Linked DNA regions of Canis lupus: region 2 is linked to region 1. A link is a contact called in public Hi-C data. All regions are on one chromosome and are shown on one strand. The core of a region is the stretch at or near the end of the contact, and the rest is flanking DNA. Distances in the headings are between cores, read along the strand shown. Region 1 has its middle 42 kb from the start of CMC2. Region 2 holds the start of DYNLRB2 (dynein light chain roadblock-type 2).

Region 1 (4,583 bases), core at 1,324-3,823:
ATGGCAATTGGATGGGCATTGCCAACTCTTTCTCCTGGACTTTCCTTTGTTCAGGCATGCATGTCTAACCAACCCTCCTCCTCTGAGAGACATTTTCAATGCCAGGTAACTTTGAATCTAGGCACAACATCTGCCCTCAATAAGTCTTTCTTTGTTTAAGTCTTGCCAGCCACTGGGCCATTTCTGTCTCTTCAAGTTGATCCTATACTTACTTCTATTTTGTGGATTTTAAAGCTTTTCTCTCAACGGGTATTCTTATTTAGTGTTTTTTAGGGATATCAGGATTCTTCTGCTTGTGATAGATGGAAAATCCACATTTTAAATGGCTTAGGCAAAAAGAGGGAATGGTTTACACAATTGTTCAAGAGCTATGTCTGACTTCAGCCGTAGCTGCATCTAGGGGCTGAAGTGTCACCAGGGGAACTCAGTCTCATGGGCAAACTGTCTTCCTTTGTTTCGGCTTCATTCCCAGGCAGTGTTTTCCTCGTAGTGGCAGCATGGCTGCCAGCAGTTTCAGGCTTACTTCTTAGTCACTCTCAGAAATGTAAACCAGCTTCCCACAATCTGCCTGGGAAAAAAGCAAATGCGAGATTATCTCCTTTCTTCATCTCCAACCAGGATGTACTCATTCACTCATCCTACTCTGTTTGAGATGATGTGGTTGTTAGAAGGGCCAGATTGAGACAGGACTTGTAGGATAAATGCAAAGCAGTAAAACATGTGGCCGGAGTGGAACTGGGGAACAGTGTAAAAGCAAAAAAGCAAAGAATGTCCTGCATCAGTGAAAACTTTCATGTGAGTGGAGGAAGGTGCTTGGGTAGGAGTGTTGAGAGATAAGAAGAAATGGGACAGAGTGGCAAGGGATACAAGCCCTTATTTACCATGATAAGGAGCCTGGGCTCTACAAAGGAGCAAGGGACAGACTGTCAAAGAGCTTCAAGCTCCTGACACAACCATGTGGAAGATTTGAGAAAGATTGCCCTGACTGCAGCGTGAAAGATGAGTTAGAGGAGGAAGGCCCAGATATAGGAGGCATCTTCCTGGAGAAGTGATCACCATCTTCCAAGAGACAAAGGATGAAGGTCTGAACTGAGGCAGATGAAGGAAGAACGGGTTTCCAAGCTTTTACGAGGCAGAGTTGACAGGCCTGGAGACCAGATGAGTGGAGGATGAGAAAGGAAGAGTCTAAGATAATTCCCAGGCCTCTCTGCTGGGAAACTAGAAGGATGGTGGTGGCTTGCACTGAGAGGAGGAACATGGGAGAGGTTTAGGGGTGAGGGGGAGATGGAGAGTTAGTGCCTTGGGATATCAGGTTGTGGCTGTCTGGATGTTAGCTGGATTCCTGCATCCGGAGCTCTGGATGGGCAGACAGGAGGCTTGTGGGCCATGGTGGTGGTAGTTGTGTTGGGAGCATTAATAATCTAGATAGCACATCACCAGCAGAATGCCCTATTGTTGTTATAATTTTGTCGTTTTAATTAGTATTTTCTTCTGTCCTGTTCATTTCCATTGTGATTCCAAGTCTTGGGCGAGGGAGAGTCCAGTTGGCCAAGCTGGGCCAAAGAGTAAGCTCTTTGGTATGGGGAGGGCAAGAGACTTAGATTTTTCACTACTTGGGACACCTGGGTGGCTCAGCAGTTGACTGCTCCCTCTGGCTCAGGGCATGATCCCGTGGTCCCAGGATCGAGTCCCACATTGGGCTCCCTGCATGGATCCTGCTTCTCCCTCTGCTGTCTCTCTCTCTCATGAATAAATAAATAAAATCTTAAAAAAAAAAAAAAAAAGATTTCTCAGCTACTCAAGGTGGCACAGTGTAGATGAGGTCATTTCCCCAGAAGAAATAAAGATATTAACCATGAAAAGGGGGGAATGGATACCCTATGACCCCAAAATGACAAATGTCTGTTTATAACTCCACCACTTATTTCAGCCTGTTTTCTTTCTGGTGGTTGCTACTAAGAGGCTACAAGAGTTATTTCACCTAAAGCTCTGACACCCTCCATCTGGCTCATAGCAATTGCTTTTTAAGTGTTTATTATTTTTATACCAGTGATCCAAAACATAGTTCTTTAGGTAGTGGGCACAGGGCCAAAGTATTTCACAGGAAATATTTCAGAAAGGACACATTTCCTCAAGCACATGGTTACTTTAAACTGTCTTAGGGCATAGGTAACTCTGATGACATAAATCACTCTTGACCAGGTGTGGAGCACCGAGGCCGTGAGTGGTGCCCTCTACAAAGCAGCTTCCTAATGAGTGGATAAACTAACGTTTTATGTTGAACACATGGCATGTGTCCGTGGTCAGTGCAGCCATCATGACCCACGTTATTTATTTACTCTTCACCCTGACCTTGGGATGGAAATAGCATTCTCTGCATTTTAAAAGCAAGATAGGCCTCGGGGACTCGGGGCATCGTGACCGGCCCAAGGACACGGGGTGGAAAGTGGCCGAGCTGAGGTGACACTGAGCTTGTTCTACAAGTTCTGGGCAGGTGCTGGGAGGCCAGCTGGGGCAGGAGGAAGCGCGCGCGTCGCCCCGCGGGCCTCCCTGCGGCCTGGAGCGCACACATCAGCCGGGAGGCGCGGGCCCCAGGGCGCGAGCGCCTGCTCTCGGGCCGAAGGTCCCACGGAGCCACCCGGGTTTCACGGGCGCTCAAGCCTGGCCGCACGCGGCGTCTGCGCGGGGACCCCCTTCCCCGGGACCCGGCGGGGCGGACCTGACTGTGGGCGCGGGGAGGCGGCGGCGGCGGCGGGCCCGGGTTGGCCTCCTCCCGAGCCCGTGCGTGTCTCCGAGGCTCCGGACTGTCTCAGCAGGAGCCCTGGCCACAAACACAGGGGCCCGAGGAAAGTAGGTCAGCGCGCGGCCCGCGGCGCTTCCTGCCCCAGCCCGCGCCTCCCTCGCCGCGCGGGGCTCCTCCTCCCGGAGCGCCGCCCGCTCCCCCGCACGCGCTGCCCCCGCCGCAGCCCCCGCCGCAGCCCCCGCCGCAGCCCCCGCTCCCGCCCCTCCTCCTTCCTGGACCGCCCCGCCCGCTGCCCGGCCCCGCCCTCCCGCTGCCCGGCCCCGCCCCTCCCGCGGCCAGGCCCCGCCCTCCCGCGGCCAGGCCCCGCCCCCTCCGTTGCCCAGTCCCGCCCCTCCCCCTCCCGCTGCACGGTCCCGCCCCCAAACCCCTCCCGCTGCCCGGCCCCGCCCCGCCCCCGCCCGCTGCCCTGTCCCACCTCCTCCCCCTGGTGCCCGCTGCCCCGGCCCCACCCCCTCCCGCTGCCCTTCCCCCCTCACCATCCCGCTGCCCGGTCCCCGCCCCCTCCCCTCCGGCTGCCCGGTCCCACTCCCGCCCCCCTCCCCCTCCCGGTGCCCGCGGCCCGGCCCCGGCCCCGCCCCTCCCCCTCCCACTGCCCGGTCCACCTGACACCTGCCCCACTCCCTCCTCCACCACCACCTTGGCACGTCCACTTCTGCTAGCCATAGGCTTCCTAATACACCCAAACAGAGAACGTGCTTGTTCTAAAGAGATCAAAAGATGCGCGGAAGTTGACGCAGGAGCAGAGGAAAAATCCCGCAGCTCAGAAATAACCATCGCTGACACCGGGTGAACAACTGCTCTAGATATATTTTTATGGATATAGGCACATGTTTTAATGTATTATGTATATGCGTACGGTTAGAGTATAGATATAAATATTGTATAAAAGGCAGATGCTATTTCTTTTAAAGCATTCAATTTAATACTTTACTTTTATTTGAATTCAGTACTAGAGAAGAAATTGTAGCGAGAGGGAAGGAATAGTTGAAAAAAATTTTAAATATGTCTTTACCACAAGAGGGTAATAATTCCTTTAAGAAGAATGACAGGAGGTGAGGGAGGGAAGGAGAGATGTGGGTTGGGGAGAGAATGAGAATTAAGTGGAGATTTTATTTTTCTTTCTTTGTTATGCATATATGTTTTATTTATTTATTTATTTATTTATTTATTTATTTATTTATTTATTTATTTATTTATTTATTTGATTTATTTATTATGAGAGCAGGGATAAGGGGAGGAGAAGAGGAAGAGAGAGAGAAAGTCCCAGGTAGGCTCTCCACTTAGTGTAGAGCCAGACATTGGGCTTGATTGCACTACCTCAAGATCATGATCAGAGCTTAAATCAAGAGTCCTATGCTTGACTAACTGAGCCACCCAGGTGCCTCTATTTTAAAAATTTTAAATTTTAATTTATTTTTATTAAGTGGTTGGGGATTTATTTTTATTTATTTTACATTTTTAAAATTTAAATTCAATTTGCAAACATATAGTATAACAGTGCTCATCCGTTCAAGTGCCCTCCTCATTACCCTTCCCCCAGTTACCCCATACCCCCCCCCCCCACTCACCTTCCCTTCTGCAACCCTTTGTTTCTCAGAGTTGGGAGTCTTTTATGGTTTGTTTTCCTCTCTAATTTTTTCCCACCCAGTTCCCCTACTTTCCCTTTTAATCCCTTTCACTATTTCTTATATTCCACACATGAGTGAAACCATATGATGATTGTCCTTCTCCGATTGACTTATTTCACTCAGCATAATACCCTCCAGTTCCATCCACGTTG
Region 2 (4,583 bases), core at 941-3,440, 320 kb after region 1:
TTCTCTAAGTTGGACAGAAATCTGCTCCTGCTCATGTTTTACTCATTGATCTTTCTGTATTCATATGAAAAATTCCTTATCTGTATTATAGCCCTTTACATAGTTACTGAGCTATATGGTTACTTCCGTCTTTCTAAAAGTATCCCTTCATGAGAAATCTCAGTCTTAGTCCTAAATGTTACCTCCTTGAGAGTTCAGATGATTAAATTCAGATGATTAAATCTGTAAACACAGCAGAGTCTAAGATTCCAGGATTCTGTTAGTAACAATAGCCTGGGTCTCGGTGCAAATGTTCAATCACGAATATTCAATCATGAGTGATGATGCTGGAACACCATTGGGTTTTAAGCTCAGCTTTCTGAATTAATCTTTTGCACAGACTCTATTGTACCAGTTTTATTCCCTTCTACCAATGCTAAAATCACAATCTTTTCCAAACTTGCATATTATTCCTGAGTAATCACTGGATTTTCTGGATTCAAACAATATCCTACAGAGTCACTTGATGAGGGTTTGTGATCTATTTTTTTTCCTTCTGACATCGTATGGATGAATATTATGCTACTTTAGTCAAAACTTTTCTTTTGCACTTGCTGTGGGCAGGAACACTTCCGTCCTCTTTTCCACCACTACAGCAGGTGTTTTCTGAATTTCGGGCATTCGTGTGCTGGACTCCCACTTTTTGCCATAATGAATACCATCTACACTATTTACCTAGTATGCTCGTTGAATTATCTCACTATTAAAAACTTAAACAAATGCATATTACAAGGAAACTATACATCACTACCACAGATGGAAATCTGCTGATTGTCATAAACAGAAATAACCATAAGAACAAAAATAAATGAAGAGAGAACATATTATTAAATTCTACTCCAAAGAAAGGTCTGAGCCTGAGCACTGATGTTCAGGTTAAAAAAAGAAATTACCAAATGACAGTGCTTAAGGACCTAACAGTGCCAGGAGCTTTCTACTGGATATAGTCTACCGGCTGGGAGAAAAAAAAAAAAAAAAGAAGAGGAATAACTTCCTCAGATATGATTCACTGTGTTGTTATTTCCAAGCTGTCTTACACAGCAACTTTGCATATCACTTTGGGAAACACTGCACTAAGGCGGAGTAGTTATACAGGGGACCCAAAACATATTACATCTTTGTGTCTTTAAGGACATTGTCCACAGCTCCTTACGACCACTCACCCCTCCTTTATCTTTTTTTTTTTTTACTTCCTTGTCAAATGCTTCTCTCTGTTGTCAGCCTTTCCCTCTCTTCTTTCAGCTGTTTTTCGTGTTTTCTGCGCTCCCCAATGCAATCTCTTCATCCCAATTTCCAATCTCCTTTTAATTCCTCTCTTAAAACTCTGCTTTCACCTTGCTGCTTTTTTTCACCAGTCTCCACTTTCCTTTTCTTATCCTTCGCTTTCAGTTTTTGCTCTGTCCTCCCTTTCCTCTTTCCGCCCCCCTCCCTTTTTAAGATTTTATTTATTCATTCATGAGACGCACACAATGAGAGGCAGAGACACAGGCAGAGGCAGAAGCAGGCTCCACGCAGGGAGCCCGATGCGGGACTCGATCCCGGGACCCCAGGATCACGCCCTGGGCCGAAGGCAGGCGCTCAACCACCGAGGCACCCGGGCGCCCCTCTATTTTCCTTCCTTCTCAGCGTCGCCTCCTTCTCCGCCCTCTCTCCCTGTCGCATCTTCCTTCCTTCCCAGGATGATCCGACTTCTCTCCACATCGCCTCCTTCCTCTTCAAACTTTCCTCGCTGTCGAGATCCCTCACCCCTTCCACACCTGTCATACCCGCCCCACCTCTCTCTTCCCTTTCTCGCCGCTCACACCTCGCCACTTCCAGCCGCCGGAATCAACCCTCCAGAGACCTATCCCTCACGAAAGGTTTCCCCCATCTAGGTATCTTGTCCCTGTCGCCCCTCCAAAAAAGCTTCTGGAGCCCCCAGCCCCGGCCGCGGCCCCGGGCCGGCCAGGCAGGGGAAGCCCCAGACGTCGGCGCCCCCGGAGCGGAGCGAGGCTCCAGATTTACCATCGTGCAGACAGCTGGACTCTCGGCTCAGTCCGGCGCCAACGCGGCCCGGGAAGTCCGCAACGCTTCCAGCCGTTGCTAGGAGACGGGGAGGATGTGACCTCCCGGAAGTGCCGGCACCCGCGCCTGCGTGGACGCGGTCCGGCGGCGGCCGGGGGCGGCTCTTCCGCCCTGAGGTGGCCTTGACGCCTCCCGGCCGCCGTAGGCCGAGGTCGGGGCGCGGGGCCCCTGGGGCGCTCACCTGGGGGCACGTAGGCCCGTGGGGCCGGCGGCCTGCGGAGCGGAGCGGGCCCGGGCCTGGTGGTTCGGTCGTGCGTTCATTCAGTCATGCCTTGAGGTACGCCGTACCGTCGCACGTCGCACCGCTCCCTCGTTCAAGAACGTCTCCTTGACCACCCGCCACGTGCTGGGCGCGCTGGGCCCCGGGACCCTCCAGCTCGGGCGACGAGCGAGTGCAACACGCGCAGCAGCGCTGGCCGAGCGTGATGATGCGCCCGGAGCCTGCAAGCGAGGGCCGGGTCCCTCCCCTCCGGGCTTGGGCCACTTCCGGGGGCTGGGGGCAGCCGCCGCCGCCCCACGAGGCCCAGGCCCAGGCCCAGGCCCAGACCCAGGCCCAGGCCCGGAGAACTTTCCACACGCCCCGCCGTGGTCCCCGCCCCCGCCCCCACCCATAGTTTTTTTTTTTTTTTTTCTTAAAATATATTGAATAGTACAAGTATATATATATATATATATATATATATATATATATATATATATATATATATATATATATATATATATATATATATATATATATATATATATATATATATATATATATATATATGTAGGTTACTTGTTGACTTCTGTGTCCTTGCCCCCCAAACAGTAGAGCCAGCCGCCTCTTCTACTCCCCTCACAGGGTCCCGTCCCCTTACTGCCCTTCACTCAGGTGCAGGGTTTCTACTCACTAGTATCTTTGTTTATCCCCTTAGGGTTTTGTTTTTTTTTGTTTGTTTGTGTTTGTTTTCTTTTTTTATTTTTTTTTTCTGGTCATTATCTGACAGAGGTTCTGAGTGGCTGAGAAATTGCAGGTGGTAGTGCGGGGGGGGGGGGGGGGGGGGGGCGGGGGGAGGGCTGAGGGCTGTACAAAGTGCCCTAGAAGAGCATTTCACAAGGTGTTGAAGGAGCTGATGGAGGAAACACGTGGAGGATCAGCCAGGGGTGCTGAGGAGGGCGTTGGTGACGCGTCTGCGGCCTGGGAGGCAGAGACCAAGCATGTGTGAAGTGTCCGCAGGAGCACGCGGTGGCTGCAGGCCTCAGGTCCTGGGGTTGGAAGAGGGCGACCGGCGATTGCTAGACACAAGTTACAGGTTGGGAATGCACCCCCACGGGACCCTGCTGTAAGGACTCCCCATACTGCTGAGGCCGTTTGTGCCTCCATCCCCCCACCCCCAACAGCCTCCAGCCCAAAAAAGGCATGCTCATTGCTAAGACGGTCAACTAGAATCTGAATGGGCCTGGTCAGGGATGCTCTGAAACAACCAAAGTTGTGAGTTGGGGCTAATTGGCCCATTTCCCCTTAGAGTCTATCATTTCGTGACTTTATGACAATACCTGAGAAGTTCTAGTTCAGCTCTCTCTCTCTCTCTCTTTTTTTTTTTTTTTGGTGGTGGTGGGGGAGATTCTGGTTAGCCTCATTCTGTCCTTTTTCCTCCGAGAAACATAATGCCTCCCCCCAAATCCGGATCACAATAGCTGAGTGGTTCTCCTTTTGACCGACACCTGGAACTCCAGCCAAGATTATTTATAGTGGACAGCTAAGGTTGTACGGTAGGAGTCTGGTGTGTGTGTTTACACATCTGCTCTTGACTGCCTATATCTAGCATTTTAAGTAATCAGAGTATAGGTATTTACAGTAATAAAAATGGCTGAATTGCATAAAGGCTGATTCTAGGGATTCTGGGTGTTTCTGATCAAGGATATTCCTAGTTGGTTGTGTAGCCATTTGTTTTGCTTATAAAAATCGGTGGCCGTGCACCATATCTGTTATGTCAGTCAGCTTTAATGAAGGAACCAACTGCATATGCATGGGGTGTGAATCCCCTCGTTTCTGGAGTCAGGGTGTCAGACTCGTTCAATAGCTGACAGCTGTGATTAGAGCAAAGAAAGACTCTGGCATGAACAGCACTGACAGGAGTACCCAACTGCTGAAAAAGTAATAAGAAGTAGCCAAACTGACTTCTAACCAACAGTCAAGTTTGACTCACTGTGCACAGGAAATCAATGAGGAGAATATGAGCCATTTTCTCCTTATTGATTTTCACTTCTAATTATTCCTTGGAGGTACTTGGTTTAATTTTTATGCCTTTTTGGTGAATTATCCCCTTCCCTTCCCCTCCTCCTAACATCCCCCTACCCCTTCTTCTAACTTACAGTAAGTGCTAAACAACTTTGAACTTAAGTGAAAGAGTTAGTGTGTATTCTTTTTTTCAAGTATTCTGAAGTGACCCCAAAATGGGTGGTACACACAAAGTCCACCATTCTTCACATAATTT

What was found. Hi-C and Micro-C count contacts between places; a contact is called where the count stands out from the background.
Region 2: a contact with region 1 is called in a Hi-C map of blood, with 3 times the contacts expected there. The contact joins the promoter of DYNLRB2 here to the enhancer-like site in region 1. A contact is called at or near these places in 2 of 9 Hi-C or Micro-C datasets (amygdala and blood).

Annotation. Positions count from the first base shown.
Region 1 is chr5:71,421,533-71,426,115 of UU_Cfam_GSD_1.0, forward strand. No RefSeq gene overlaps it. Among named protein-coding and RNA genes, the nearest start is that of CMC2, 42 kb to the left of the region's middle. Within about 2 kb of position 2,574, at least 15 of the 20 cell types and tissues checked have an H3K27ac peak or open chromatin away from gene starts, as enhancers often do. A contact at or near this core is called in blood, where this site is marked.
Region 2 is chr5:71,737,925-71,742,507 of UU_Cfam_GSD_1.0, forward strand. DYNLRB2 (dynein light chain roadblock-type 2) reads right to left here and starts at 2,191. Exons shown (of 4, transcript XM_038538246.1): 1 at 2,044-2,191. The coding sequence starts at 2,046. It overlaps LOC102156069 (a long non-coding RNA gene), which reads left to right and starts at 2,210. Exons shown (of 8, transcript XR_005360053.1): 1 at 2,210-2,380.